2 separate regions of the Mus musculus genome follow, and region 2 is linked to region 1. Evidence: chromatin contacts called from public Hi-C data. All regions are on one chromosome and are shown on one strand. Each heading gives the region's core, a stretch centred on a gene start, on an enhancer-like site or on the middle of the called end of the contact. The rest is flanking DNA. Distances are from core to core; before and after follow the strand shown.

Evidence for each region. A called contact is a pair of places that touch in the nucleus more often than the background predicts.
Region 2: a Hi-C map of the P5424 cell line shows a contact between it and region 1, with 4 times the contacts expected there. The contact joins two enhancer-like sites. A contact is called at or near these places in 2 of 484 Hi-C or Micro-C datasets (DN3 thymocytes and the P5424 cell line) and 2 of 115 datasets of contacts at active chromatin or transcription factors (the SCID.adh cell line and thymocytes).

What each region holds. Positions count from the first base shown.
Region 1 is chr15:63,252,864-63,260,133 of GRCm38.p6, reverse strand. No RefSeq gene overlaps it. Among named protein-coding and RNA genes, the nearest start is that of Gm41335, 100 kb to the left of the region's middle. Within about 2 kb of position 4,168, at least 4 of the 459 cell types and tissues checked have an H3K27ac peak or open chromatin away from gene starts, as enhancers often do. A contact at or near this core is called in the P5424 cell line and the SCID.adh cell line, where this site is marked.
Region 2 is chr15:63,463,920-63,471,189 of GRCm38.p6, reverse strand. All of the region lies in intron 1 of Gm20740 (predicted gene, 20740), which reads left to right. Among named protein-coding and RNA genes, the nearest start is that of Gm20740, 12 kb to the left of the region's middle. Within about 2 kb of position 4,114, at least 9 of the 459 cell types and tissues checked have an H3K27ac peak or open chromatin away from gene starts, as enhancers often do. A contact at or near this core is called in the P5424 cell line and the SCID.adh cell line, where this site is marked.

The DNA.
Region 1 (7,270 bases), core at 2,919-5,418:
CACAAGAACTTGAACATATTCCTGGCATAATAGCAGTCACTGGCATGAGGCATATCTTTATAATTCTCATAACTTCTTTTTTTATAGTCGTCTGTGATATTTCCTTAGAATAATACTAGCCCTTAATATCTCACAGAGTGATGTATGTTAGCCAATTATTATCTAAAAGTATCCAGAATAGCTTAAACTTTAAAAAGTGTTGTCTAAGGTAAAAATACGATTTCAACCTGTTAAAATGATTTTATACACATAGCCAAGTGCAATCTCTCTCCCTCTGCCTCCCTCTCCACCTTCCTCTCTCCCTCCTTCCCTCTTCTCCCTCCTCACCCTCCCTCTCTCTCTCCCCCATCTCTTTCCATCATTCAGCGATGAAATTAAAATTCCTTGATCTGATTAATCTCTTCAAATAATTGTATATTTGATTCTACTATGAATTTAAATCCTGAATACTGGATTATTTAGAGTGCTATTCAGAAAGCACACACCTACAGAGATTTATAAATTATGGTTGTTTGAAAGGCAACTGAAAAAAATTAATAAAATGGAATAGAGAGGGAAAAAAAAAAGAAAGAATTTCAACTGGAGACACAGACTCACTACATAAACTTTTTTAGCTTGAAACCTACTGTTGACTGAGGTGGCCTTGAACTTGTAGCCCCCCTGAGTGCTGGAGTTTCAGGTACATGCTACCATGCCAAGAATTAACACCACTTTTAAAATTAGTTTACTATTTTCTGAGAATTTCATGTATGAGTACTGTCTTTATAACCTTTCTCCTCTTTGTCTTCTACAATCAATTTTTCCTCTACTCCACTCCATTTTTTTCTCACACTGATGGCCTTCCTTTTACTTTTAATTATCATTGATACACACACACACACACACACACACACACACACGCACACACACACGCACACACACACACACACGCACACGCACACGCACACACACACACACACACACACACCACAACACATTCAATCAAGCATTCATTTTCATTTTGTGTTTATAGTTGACCTCTTGGAATGGGATAAGGATATGTCCCTGGAGAAAACTGATTCTCACTTCAAAACATTAGTTGCCCATAGCTCTTTTTCTAGGAATGGAGTCTTGGGATATCACTTGTCCACACTGGCAAGCCAATTGGTGTTCTTATTTTCAGGGATTGTTTGGCAACTCTATTCTTGCCATTTCCTGTATGTAGCTTCTCTGTCATGTATAGAAAATTCTATCTCACATCAGATGTCCCAGTTCTCCAGATCTTAGTCTTTCTGCCACTTCTTCCAAGAAGTTCTCTGAGCCTTAGGTGCAGAGATTGTGTTGTAGATATATCTACTGGGGCTAGACATTTAACTGTCAGTTTTTCTCTGCATTTTGAAGTCATGCTTTCTGTCTGAATAAAAAAAGAATGTTCCTTGGAGACAAAGGAGAGCTATTCTTACCTATGTATGAATGTAAGGCCAAGTATTCAGATTTCAGTAACTAAAATCTTATTTCAACATATTTTGGAAAGTCACAAAAGAAAGTCAAGTATGATAGAAACAACCCCAGCTAGCTCATTCATTCTTCATGCATTTTAAAGTCCTAACTCAAGGTTGCTACATTTTAACATGTGGAACAGGATTTTGTACTAGCCCAACTGATGATGTAAATTCTCTTTTGAGACATCTTCCATTTTCCCTGTAGAGGCAACTGAACTGAGTGGGAGACTGAACAAAAGAACTCTTGCAATACTTTTGAACAAAAATGATGAAAATGTTAACTTCTGCAGTGAAGGTGACAAGAGGGAGGAGGGCAGGCATAAGAGAAATGTATTCTAAGAAAGACATGGGAGAAATGATGAGAGGAGAGGGTGGAGATGATCCCAATGTTTCAAGGTCAAAGATTAACTGAGTTTTCACTCCAATTATCTCCTTTTTTCTTTTTTGATGATTGACATGAGGTACATCCAACCATCTATATTACACTTTTGGCTTCTTCTTAACCATTTTTGTTAACAATGGGTGGAAAGACACCCTGAGTTAGCCAACCCAATCCTGTTCTTCTGACCGGATATTGCAATACAACCTTGCATGGAAGTCCTGAATACGGTCTTTGGGTTTTTCATTCCTCCTCTTTTTCAATTTCTGCCTCTTTCAAGTTTGGAGAACTTCTGGTTTTTCTATGTTCTTCAAGTTTCTTCAATACAACATAGAGAAAATAATCTCATGTGAGTTCTTTTGAAACAGAAATGGAGAGATGCTGGCTTCCTATTATGTTGATATCAATATGTCGTTCTCATTTAGCAGGGAAAGCTAAAACAATCCAGTAGGCAGTCATTCATGCCAGTGAGTGGCATGTAAACAAACACTGCCTCTGGGGTCAAAGGGGAGGGGGGACAGCAGTCCCTGCTGCCACAGAATACACATTTTGTGTAATAGGGACATAGTAAAGAACAGGTAAATAAAGCAGTGAAATCATGTTGAGGGTGGTGGGAGATGGTAAGAGAATATTTTCAGATTCAGTGTCTAGGAATAATATGGGAATAGATGTATGAATCTGCTTTCAGTAGGTCATGAGGCACCACTCTGAGGAGAAGATACTGAAGGTCAGCATGAGAGATGCGACATTAACTAGAACCTGTCCAGGGAGAAAGAAAGAGAGAGAGAGAAAGAGACAGAGAGAGACAGAGACAGAGACAGAGGACAATTTGTATAAAATATAAGTAAAAATATTTCTGTAGAAAGCCAGAGAAGAATTTTTGAAATTATTTCCATCTTCTTATAGAAAAAGGCACATATAGGACTCCTAGAGATGTCACAGCAGAGGTGGGAGACACTTTTCACAGTGGACAAGTAAGGTGCGGGCCTTGTGTGCCATCATGGCTTTCCTTGCCACTAGTTAATCCTGCTGTGGTGGCATTAAGTAGTCACAGAACTCATGGACATGAACTATGACTTAGTCACCGATTACAAAATGTTACTCTTCTTTGGATTTTTTTCTTTTAAAACAGATATATGACCTTTGCTTATTGGGCTTTCCAATAAGTGATCAGTGTTTAATCTTTGAGGACCTTTTCCTATTGTAATGGGTTAACTCTTAGGCTGGGTTGTTGCTTATCAGTTACAAGGTCCTGGAGTCACTGTGACTCTTACATGAACGGGCTGGATGTGTTTCCAAACTCACACTCCAATGCTTCTTTTGCATGGTCAGAGAAAACCCCCTTTTCTTGGCTTCTTGTATTTCTATCCCTTTCAGTCAAATTCTGTTTTTAAAAACAATCTAGGGGCTGTAGATGTAGCTTAGTGGTAGAATATCTGTCTAATGTGCAAAGACCCTGGGATTAATTTCTGCATAGAAAATAAGTAGTGTATATTCCTTTCCCATATCAAATTGTTTCTTCCCAAACCAACTCCAACAACATTTCCATCTCTGGCTCCCCCTCCTCCCACTCTGACTACATGAAGTCTTGTCTTAAACTAGACAGGTCTTTGTAAACCTTTTACCCACTTGTGTGTTATAGAAGTTATGCTATGGGACTTAGACGCTATGTCATGAAAGACAATATAGCATCTCCTTCTTTGTTGTGAACCCTGAATCACTTAAGACGTTTGTGGAACATGTCATCTTTCTAGTACTCATCAGAGTTTTCTAAGGTAGAGTTAAGTTTTGCCAAGGAAGAGAGGTCTTTTATTACATAGCTAGAGAACATGTGTACATACAGAAGCCATTTCCCAGAGAGTAACTGAGGATTTGGGAACAGATCTCCATCTCCAGCAAACCTGTGGCCAGTGAAGTATTTTATTCATGAGAGTGGAATTGGGAGTGATGACAAATGCAGAAAAGGGAACACGATCATGAAAAATCTCAGACACACATTCTCTATCACTGGATGTCCACAGATTGTAAAGTGTACATATCTTGTTATATTACTCTCCTATAGATAATTCAATAGTCCATATATATATATATATATATATATATCAACACATAACTATATATTTACATATACATGTGCATATATATTTTTCTTTCATAATTCTCCCCCCTTTTTCCCATCAGAGTAGAGTACAGTGCAATTACCTCTTCGTTCATCTTGATCATCTCTTTCTTTTAGGCAGACTGCAGGGAACACTACTTTGAAAGCCAGATACCACAGATAAACTCACAGCTGGCCCAGTGCTGGTGCCAAGAACTCCTCTGTGCTCCAACTGAGAAACACCTGCCTCTGTAGGCCACAGACCCATCCCTTGAAACACCCTGGGAACCCCATCTCTGAGCATCCTCCAAGCTGTTATCTTGACACAATCACCAGGTTCAGGGTTTTTTAATCTGGCAGATTAAATCTTCATGTGGAAGAGGAGAAAGATCCCATCCTTGTAATTTTTCACCTACACCATTTCTCAGCTGTCTCCGTTTAACCTGCCATATTTATGGCCCAACTGTAATTTAGAAGAACACTTAGAAAATGCCAGTTTCAAAGGACAGCTCTGTCAAATTGCCTCTAAGAGTAGCTTTCTGAGTGAGTGCAGTGAACTGTGGTGAAGCTGATGATTTCAGTCAATTAGGTTTCAGACCAGACATTTTTTTTAAAGTATTCTGAAAGAGAGAACACATTTGGGAGGTAGAATCAAACAGTTATCACCTAAATGTAGATCAAGGAGGAAGAAATAACAAAAAACCTATTCAGGCTTTTTATAGATGCAAGTGCAGCAAAGGTCATTTGAGTGCTGCTATAGTGTGTTCATTCTGCATACAGTAGAAGTCACCAATTTTGAAGGAGGTCTAAAAAGTCTATGTAGACAAATGGGAGATCAGTAGGCATTTGGCAAGCATGAGTGGCAGGAACAATCTTAGTGAGATATATACAGGGCAGGTATACATCGGGATGCAGATGCTGAAACAGCCAGTTAGCCAGGAATCACATGTCATGGAGTCATCATGTGAGAGCTTGGATCAGAGAGGATGAGTGATCTAGAAAGGAGTAGGACCAATTTCAGGGGAGAGGGCTAGCACTCATCAGTGGTAATGCCTGAAGTGGAGGATCAGTGGGCAACTACTATGTTACTTCTCCATTCCCACTTTCCATTATTTAAAGGTGCCACCCAATGGCCAACTCCACTTGCAAACTTACTGGTAAGAGTACCACACTGTAGGACATAGTGTCACAGAATACAAGAAGTAGAAGGTCAGTTTAAGAACAGCATGCAAATGAAGTCACCTGCCCACTGAACAACTGCGCCCTCTCCTTCGTCAAATCTTAAAATTCTTTAACCTTCATTAACTCACTTTTAAAGAAAGTATTTAAATTCTTTACTGGGCATAAAATTTGAGCAGTTGAGGAATACGTTGGGAAAAAAAGAATGTTCCAAGAGTTTCAAATGTTAGATGAAAGTAACTCCATTCCTAGGCAAACAGAAATTCATAAATATGCATGGAGACTTAGATGCAAAAAATGTGTATCTTGTTTATGCTATTGAAAGTTGGAAGAAACTGAAAGTAAAGGTAATACACCCAGTATTTGGGTGTTTTAAAATAGGTGATTTCTGCTCCCAAGGCTACTGTATTCACTCAAGGCAGAATACAAAGGATCATAAGAATAGAATGGAGTGCTATAGAGATGGCGGGAGGAGCAAGGACAGTCAATGAAGGCCTCTATTCAAGCAACAAATGCAATGCAAAGAATACAGAAATGCTGGGAGACAATTTTCACATTTATATCTAAATGTAAAATTTCAAGAAGAAATTTCTTCTTGACGGAAAAGGGTAATAAATTCATTTGTTCTCAGAATCACTCAGAGAAACACTGTGTTTGGGAGGCAGGCTGCTGAAGTACAGACTATCCAGCGATGACGTCAGGGTGATTAGAACCTGCCAGTGTAATTAGAACCTAAGTGACCTGCAGTTCCTTCCAATTCTAGTTCTGCTTCTGACAGTGAATGCCCTTGATAGTGCCCTCGTGCCAGTTTGGGGTATGTATAACCAGAACCAGCTTCCATGCACTGGCACTGAGTACTTCACAAACAGATGAGTAGCATTTCTCTCCTAGGATGAGAGACTCTGGGGAACTCACTCCCTGGCCTGGCTAGTTTGTGGTCTTGGTGTTCACTGTGTCCCCAGCTACAGCATCTTCAGTTTCCACCTCGCTGGAATCCTGCTTCAGACTTGCTCTAAAAAATGAAAGATGCCTACTTGTGTATTAAAATCCTCCTCTTCCTACCCAGAAGTGTGCCTGCCATAAGTTTGATCTCCTGGAGTCTAAATCATCATCCTCTAGGCAGGTCAGAACAAAGTTAGAAATACGACCTCACTCTTTTGTAGCTCTTTGATCTTTTGAAGTTACCAAAAATTTCCCAGTTAATCAAAAAGACTAGAAACACCTGAAGTGCTTAGCACAGGCTTAATTTTATAGTATGTATTTAATAAACTATTCTTACTACTTGTTTTCTCAAACACTTTGAGTAAAAGTAGTACTAGTTATTCTCCCAATGAAAGCTCTCATCTCCCGAACCTGCGGTCCCTCTTTCACATTTTGGCTCATGCTGTTTAGTCCTCCTGGAGTGTTCTCTCTCTCTCTCTCTCTCTCTCTCTCTCTCTCTCTCTCTCTCTCTCTCTCTCTCTCTCTCTCTCTCTCTCTCTCTCTCTCTCTCTCTTAATATGACCTTCAGTTATGGCTTTCTCCATAAACACTTAACCTAGATAACCAAAATAGAAAAGAGCTTTTAAAAGAAACCCACCGATGCTTTTTTTTTCTGTCTGATAAAAACACAGATTCCTTTCAGTTTTGAATTGGATATTTTAAGTTTGTGTTTCTTCATCCTCCATTTTCAATAGCATACTTATCTCTCACCCTAGGTCTGAACCCAAAACAATGTTCATATGTGAGAACAATAGACCTGCAATTAGACAGACACACCTGTGTTTGAATTCCAGCACACTATGAGTGATTGAGACAGTTTGGCTCCATGCCATAGAGATGTACATTCTTTCTTGGCAGGCTGGGACCATTAGTAAAATGGAGAGTGATAGACAAAGGAAGAGCTATGTCTGTGCAAGCCTGGGCTGCAGTGTTTGCAAATCCATCTCCCTTTCTTGCTAAGCAAGCATTGAGCTTCCTGCTTCTGGTTTGGATCTGAGTGGAAGTTCCCAAATTCCAACAGGAAGGCCATACTTGTGGTCTCCCTCCCTCACTGAAACCTGAAGCAATGGAATTTCATGTGGGTGGCGTTTTCTCAAGAGATTTCCAGCTGCAATCCCAGAGCAGAGGTAAGCCACTAGATAGTTATTAGAC
Region 2 (7,270 bases), core at 2,865-5,364, 210 kb before region 1:
AGATAAAGTCGAGTATGATGAACACAGTTCACCTATATTTCTTGAAGGAAACTTAGTTATTCTTGCCTTTGAACTTATGTATTTATTCCAGGCTTCCCCGAGTTAAACCACTGATCCTCTAGTTAAGGCTCAATGGTGCTGTGGTTCAGTTTTCACTGTTCTATGGCGTTTGAGCAATCACAGACCTGGCAAAATTCCCTAATAGCAGATCATCATCTAGATCTGTGGCCCAACCACTCGTCTTCTCAAGAGGAGGTATGTAATGATGCCTTTTTTTTTTTTTTTTTTTTTTTGGTCAGAGATTCTAGTTCTTGTGTTTCCACGTTTGGAAACTGAGCTTATTTGTAACACGTGCCCATGATAACTAATGAAAACACTGAGATAGGCATTTATCAATTTAAAATAAAAAATACCCAATGTCAAGCTAATATATGATTCCTGAAGTCTGTTGGTTAATGTATTTCTTGGTTAAATAGTAAGACAAACAATCCTGGGGATACCTTAATACAGTTAGTATGTCTTAATAACTCTTGGTGGTAAAAAACCAAAAACAAACCCAAAATGTAATTTAAAACTGAAAAGATGTACATTGAAGGCACTGGATAGTTAACCTTTGGCTCAGAAGCCCTTTCTTTGGATAGGGCTGGAAGCTGTCAGTTATTGTTGTTAGTTCTGTATGAACAACATCGGCACTGTGGTGATGATGGCATAGAGGATCATGAAGTGGGGAAATCTAAAAGGACTGCTGGCATATAATTCTTTTTCTTTTCAGTTTTTTTTTAATTAGGTATTTTCCTCATTTACATTTTCAATGCTATCCCAAAGGTCCCCCATACCCACCCCCCCAATCCCCTACCCACCCACTCCCCCTTTTTGGCCCTGGCGTTCCCCTGTACTGGGGCATATAATTCTTATGAGTTTTTATACATGTGCATTTTGTTTTCTGCTTAATACTTTGGTTGATAGGGTCTTTGCATTCATTTGTTGTTGTTGTTTTTAAAGCTCTATTCTTTGCTCTCAGTAACCTTAAGTCTTTGAAATACTATTTTCATCAAGTACTGCCCTTGATTTCATCAGGGATGTTCTAACTTCACCTGCAGTAACTTAAGTCATAGGCCACACTTGAAGCCACTTTGTTGGAAGAGGCAAGAATTTATTACTTTCTTCCTCACAAGCTTCTCTATGCACAAACCCAAGCTTTTAGGTGGTTTTCTCACTTGAAATATATCATGTGTTGAAGGGTTGGACTGCCAGTGGTGGGCCCACTCATTGAGGGGTGACTGGAGAGTCAATTGGTTAATTATTTCAAGGATTCACAATTTGATGGCATTATTGAAAGATAGAAAGTTTTCAGAAGCAGGGAGTAGTTGGAATTTGTAGGTCACTGAGAAAATGACAATGGTGGATATATCTTGTCCTTAGCCCCTTCATCTGACAAAGTTCAGATCTATTTCCTGGTTGCTATGCAGTAAATAACAACTTCTCTCACTGTTATTTCTATCATAGTATTCTGATTTGCCTCAGGTTAAAGTACTGGATTTATCTGAACTTGGAGAAGCATCTTAAATCATATAAAGCCATTAATGCTGATATGAGAGGTCTCCTATAGGCTCCTGTGTTTACTACATTATCCCAGTTTCTGTAATTTTTGAGGTGGTGGAAACTATGAAGGGGAGACTACTTTGAGGAGCCAGGTCAATTTAGAGTTGCCTTTGAAGCTTTGAAGAGTATCCTAGTTCTGCTCTCTCTCTCTCTCTCTCTCCCCTTTCCAGCACACAGTAGGTGGTCTTTGCCACAAAACTCTGCCATGATGCTTTGTCTCACTGTGGACTCCAAATCTATACAATCAAGAGTATGGACTAAATCCTTTTTGATCATGAGCCAAAATATATAATTCATCCCTTTAAAAGGTTTACATCATTACTTTAAGATGTTTTGTCATAGCCATAAAAATCAACTAATGCAAAATATTCATAATTTCCACAATAATGTCTCTTTTATGTCATAATTTTAAAATAATATGTTTTTAATAAAGTCTTAGGGATTTTTTTATCATAACCCTTCTCCTTCTCCTAAACTCCTCCCATATGTCCCTCCCCACTTTTAAATTATTATTATTCTTTAATCTTTTTTCTTGGATATTCTCTTTATTTACATTTCAAATGTTATCCCCTTTCCCAGTTTTCCCCCCTCCCAGGAGCCCCCTATCCCATCCTCCTTCCCCCCTGCTTCCATTATCCCCCTCCAGGTCCATGTTCTGACTGTTCCTCATCCCAACCCCTTCCATCTTCAAGAGGGTGTTCCCTCACCCAACCTCCACCCCATCAGACTTCTCTACTCCTTGGGTCTCAAGTCTCCCAAAAACTAGATGTTTCTTCCCTCACTGAAGCCAGACCAGGCAGTCCTCTGCTGTATATGTGTCAGGGGACTCATATCAGCTAGTGTATGCTGCCTTGTTGGTGGCTCAGTGTCTGAGAAATCTCAGGGGTCCTGGTTAATTGAGACTTCTGGCCTTTCTATGTGGTTGCCCTCTTCTTCAGCTTGTAATCCAACACAGGGGTCCCCCAGCTTCTGTCCATTGGTTAGGTGTAAGTATCTGCATCTGACTCTTTTTATTTGATATTTTATTTATTTACATTTCAAATGTTATCCCCTTTCCCGGTTTCCCCCTAGAAATCCCCTACCCTATCCTCCCTCTTTCACCTGCTTGTTGGGCATCTCAGAGGGAAGCCATGCCAGACTCCTGTCTGTAAGCACACCATAGCATCAGTAATGGTGTCAGGCCTCAGTGCCTGAACTTCCTTTCTCTCACTTTCTTCTCCATTTTTGTCTCTGAAGTTCTTTTAAACAGGAACAATTCTGGGTCAGAGTTTTTGACTGTGGGATGGCAACCCCATCCCTCCACTTGATGCTTTCTACTGGAGGTGGACTCTACAATTTTCCTTTCCCCACTGTTGGGCATTTCATCTAAGGTCCCTCCCTTTGAGTCTTGACCTCACTGGTCTCTGGTACATTCTAGAGGGTCCCCCCACTTTCTACCTCCCAAGGTTGCCTGTTTTCATTCTTTCTGCTGGCCCTCAGGGCTTTACTCCTGTTTACCCCCATTCCCCACACCCCCCAGTACCTGATCATGTTCCCCTTTCCTCTTCCCTGTCCATTCTCCCACCCAGCTCTCTTTCTCCCTCCCCACCACCATGATTGTTTTTGATTCCCTCCCAAGTAAAATTGAGGCATCCTTACTTGGGCCCTTTGGCTTGGCAACCTAATTGAGTTCTGTGGATTGTATCCTGGGTATTCTGTACTTTTTTTTTTTTTGGCTAATATCCACTTATTAGTGAGTACATGCTATACATGTCCTTTTGGGTCTGAGTTACCTCACTCAGGATGATATTCTCTAGTTCCATCCATTTGCCTGCAAAACTCACGATGTCCTTGTTCTTTTTTACTATATATATATTAATATATATATATTACATATATATATAATTTTTAAAGCAATGGGAGGAAAAGGTTTACTTCATCTTAGAGGTTACAGTCCATCAGCAAGGGAAGCCAAGGAAGAGACTCAAGGCAGGAGCTTGAAGCAGAAGCCATAGAGGACTGCTGCTTATTGGACCTAATTTGACAGCTGTGTTGTGCAGGGAACAGCTGTGACAAGTCGAGGGAGAAGGGATAAAAGTAGTTATCATACCAGAGCAGACACAAAGATTTATTAAAGAGAATATAGTGTGAGGTGAGGGAGACAATTATTATTATTTTATTTTTTAAATTATCTTTAATTTTTTTCCTCTTACAGTCTGATCATTATCATCCCCCATCTGCCCTCCGACAGTTCCTCATCTCATTCCTTTCCCTCCCCACCATCTCAAAGAGGATGCCCGTCCCTCCAGGTCTCCCTTGGGCTTCAAGTCTCTGGAGGATTAGGTGCATCTTCTCTTACTGAGGCCCTAGTGGTCTGTTGTCACATCACCTATTGTGCCACAGGCATCCTGTTCTGCTCTTCATGCCTCTGCAAGTGCTTCTCAAAAGAAATTTTTCTTCAACAGTTGGCACCTGGCTTTGATGGTTGCTGTGACAAGCCTGTGCTGCCATTTGCACACCTGGGCCTCCATCAGGCAGCTGCTTCCTCTGCCAGGACTTCTTAAGATTCTGTGGCATTCCCTCCAGTTCAGGTCCCCAGCTCAGCTGTATCAATTGGCCTTAGCTTTGGCAAAGAGTGTTGAGAGACTATTGCTGCCTTCCTGTCTTAGTTAGGGTTTGTGTTGCTGCAACAAAACACCGTGAACCAAAAAAGCAAGTTGGGGAAGATAGGGTTTATTCAGTTTACATTTCCACATTGCTGTTCTTCACCAAAGGAAATCAGTTCAGGAGCTCAAACAAAGTAGGATCCTGGAGGCAGGAACTGATGCAGAGGGCATAGAGGGGTGCTGCTTGTGGGCTTATTTCCTCTGGCTTGCTCAGCTTGCTTTCTTATAAAACCCAGGACCAGAAGCTCAGGGATGACACCACCCATAATGGGTTGGGCCCTGCCCACCTGATCACTATGCCTTATAGCTGAATCTCATGGAAGCATTTCTTCAACTGAGGCTCCTTCCTCTCTGATGACTCTTGCTTGTGTCAACTGGAAACAAACCCAGCAGTACACTCTCCAAGGCAGCTAATACTTTACCACCTATATACAGCTCTGAATGATGGTCTTGCCACTTTGTTTCTCCTCTTTGTTTTCCATATTCACAAGCATTCTGCTTGTTATGGTTTGAATCTGACATGTTGCCCTCAGACTCCTGCTATGAATACTCATGGTACTATTTTGGGAATTTGGTTTAGATGGAAAGAGGTTCCACATCTTGTTCCAAAGGCAAACCGGAGAAGACTACTGTTTTCCAGGAAGTACTGAGTGAAGATTCTTGGGTTATTCATCATCTTTCTGTTGCTGACTTTGCTTCCTGGCTCATCATGATGGGTTCTGTTTTGTTCTGTCATGACCCTCTTGCTGTGCTACACTGAACCCCCCAAAACAGTGATCTGAGATACTTTGTCTTAAAAGATATGGGACATTGACTATAGCAATGAAAACAGCAGCAGCAGCAGCAGCAACAACACAACAACAAACTAACACATTGTTTATAAAAATATTAACAAATAAACAAGCCCTTTGTTACACCATGTTCCTGCTCACACATCTTTAATGGCTTGCCATTTGTCTTAGGGTTTCCATCACTATGAAGAGATACCATGAACATGTCAACTCTTATAAAGGAAAGCATTTAAGTGAGGATGGCTTACAGATTCAAAGGTTTAGTCCGTTATAATCATGGACAGAAGCATGGCAGCATCCAGGCAGGCATGATGCTGGAGGAGCTGAGGGTTCTACAGCTTGTTCTAAAGGCAAACTGGAGAAGACTACTGTTTTTCAGGCAGCTACGAAAGGGTCCCACTCCCACAGTGACACACTTCCTCCCACAAAGACACATCTACTTCATCAAAGACACACCTATTAATAATGCCACTCCCTGGGCCAAGCATATTCAAACCACCACACCACTGTTTTAGATGTCAGGCTCAGCAACAATTGTTGACAGCACATAGTCTGAACTTTTCCTTCAGCACTTGCTAAATTTGTGTGGTGCTTCTGTGTATGAACATTCCCTGCTGCCTGACTTTAATATTCTGGAGGGCTTGGTATTTGTGTTCATATTCAACTGAATCCAATATTTCTCATAGTGCCAGCTAGACCTCCAGCCCCAGAGAATATTTGCTGCATAAAGTAAAGAATGAGTGATTTTTTTTTCAGAATAACATATTTGGTCTAAGCAAAGCAGGATTTTTCATCAATCTTTCTATCTGTCTTAGTTAGGGTTTCTATTCCTGCACAAACATCATGACCAAGAAGCAATTTGGGGAGGAAAGGGTTTATTCAGCTTACACTTCCATACTGCTGTTCATCACCAAAGGAAGTCAGGACTGGAACTCAAGCAGGTCAGGGAGCAAGAGCTGATGCAGAGGCCATGGAGGGATGTTCTTTACTGGCTTGCTTCTCCTGGCTTGCTCAGCCTGCTCTCTTATAGAACCAAGACTACCAGCCCAGAGATGGTCCCACCCACAAGGGGCCTTTCCCCCTTGATCACTAATTGAGGAAATGCCTTACAGTTGGATCTCATGGAGGCATTTCCTCAACTGAAGCTCCTTTCTCTGTGATAACTCCAGCTGTGTCAAGTTGACACAAAACTAGCCAGTACATTATCTATCTATCTATCTATCTATCTATCTATCTATCTATCTATAAATATAGATATATGAGAGAGAAAATTTATTAAATCAGAAAAATGTGAAAGCAAATCATAATATTTTTGTCTTGTCTCCAACTATACATTGGTCATATATTGTAAAATACTTTCCTTAAATCTGCAACAAAAGAAATAAGGCTTTCTGAAGAAACAGGTCCTTAGATTTATATTCTCTTCCTATTCTGATCATTAGAGGTAAGTATTATGATGAATCTTCAGAGCATGCATTTTATCTTTCCTTATACTTTTATGTGCAAATACATGAATCAATCCTACCTGGTAAGACTCAACAGTCAGCTTATGGGACAAATCCAGTCCATGACTTATTTCTGTAGTGACTATAGTCCAATAATACTTCTAAGACTATATGAAGTTGAAAGCAAACAAAATTAGTTTTGTTGGTAAGAAAATGTGGCTCACAAAGTCTATAGCCTTTACATTTGTCCCTTATAGAAAATGCATGCCAACCCCTGATATATAGTGTGGGTTTGATTTAAGTTACGAAGTAGTATAATATCTTATTTATGTAATTATTTTCAGAATTAATTAATTAACTAATTTCTGTAATTAATTTTCAGAAACACATTTTTTTAAATCATACCTGGATATGTTTTCCTGTCTGTTTGCTTCAATTCTTTTAATAGCTGTATAGTGTTTCATAAGATTCGCATAGCAGAAGGAATAAAGTCATTACCCAAGGAGATGAACAGTTACCTTACTTCTGTATCTTTTTCTGTAACAGAACTATATTTTTGTAACAGAGAGAACAGTAGCCCTTAAGGACCCTAGCACACTGACAAAGTGACATTGCTCTGAAGGGGTTGCTTGCGACGATGCTAAGGAGGGTGTCTACCAGCCAGAGGAGAAATGACAGAGGAAGAAGGCTTTCTCCAAAGGGGTTTGTTGAAAGAAGGCTGGAAAATACCTGACTTGAAAGCAATGTCTGGAAACAGGTGTTCTGTTTGTCTGTAGACAATGTGGTC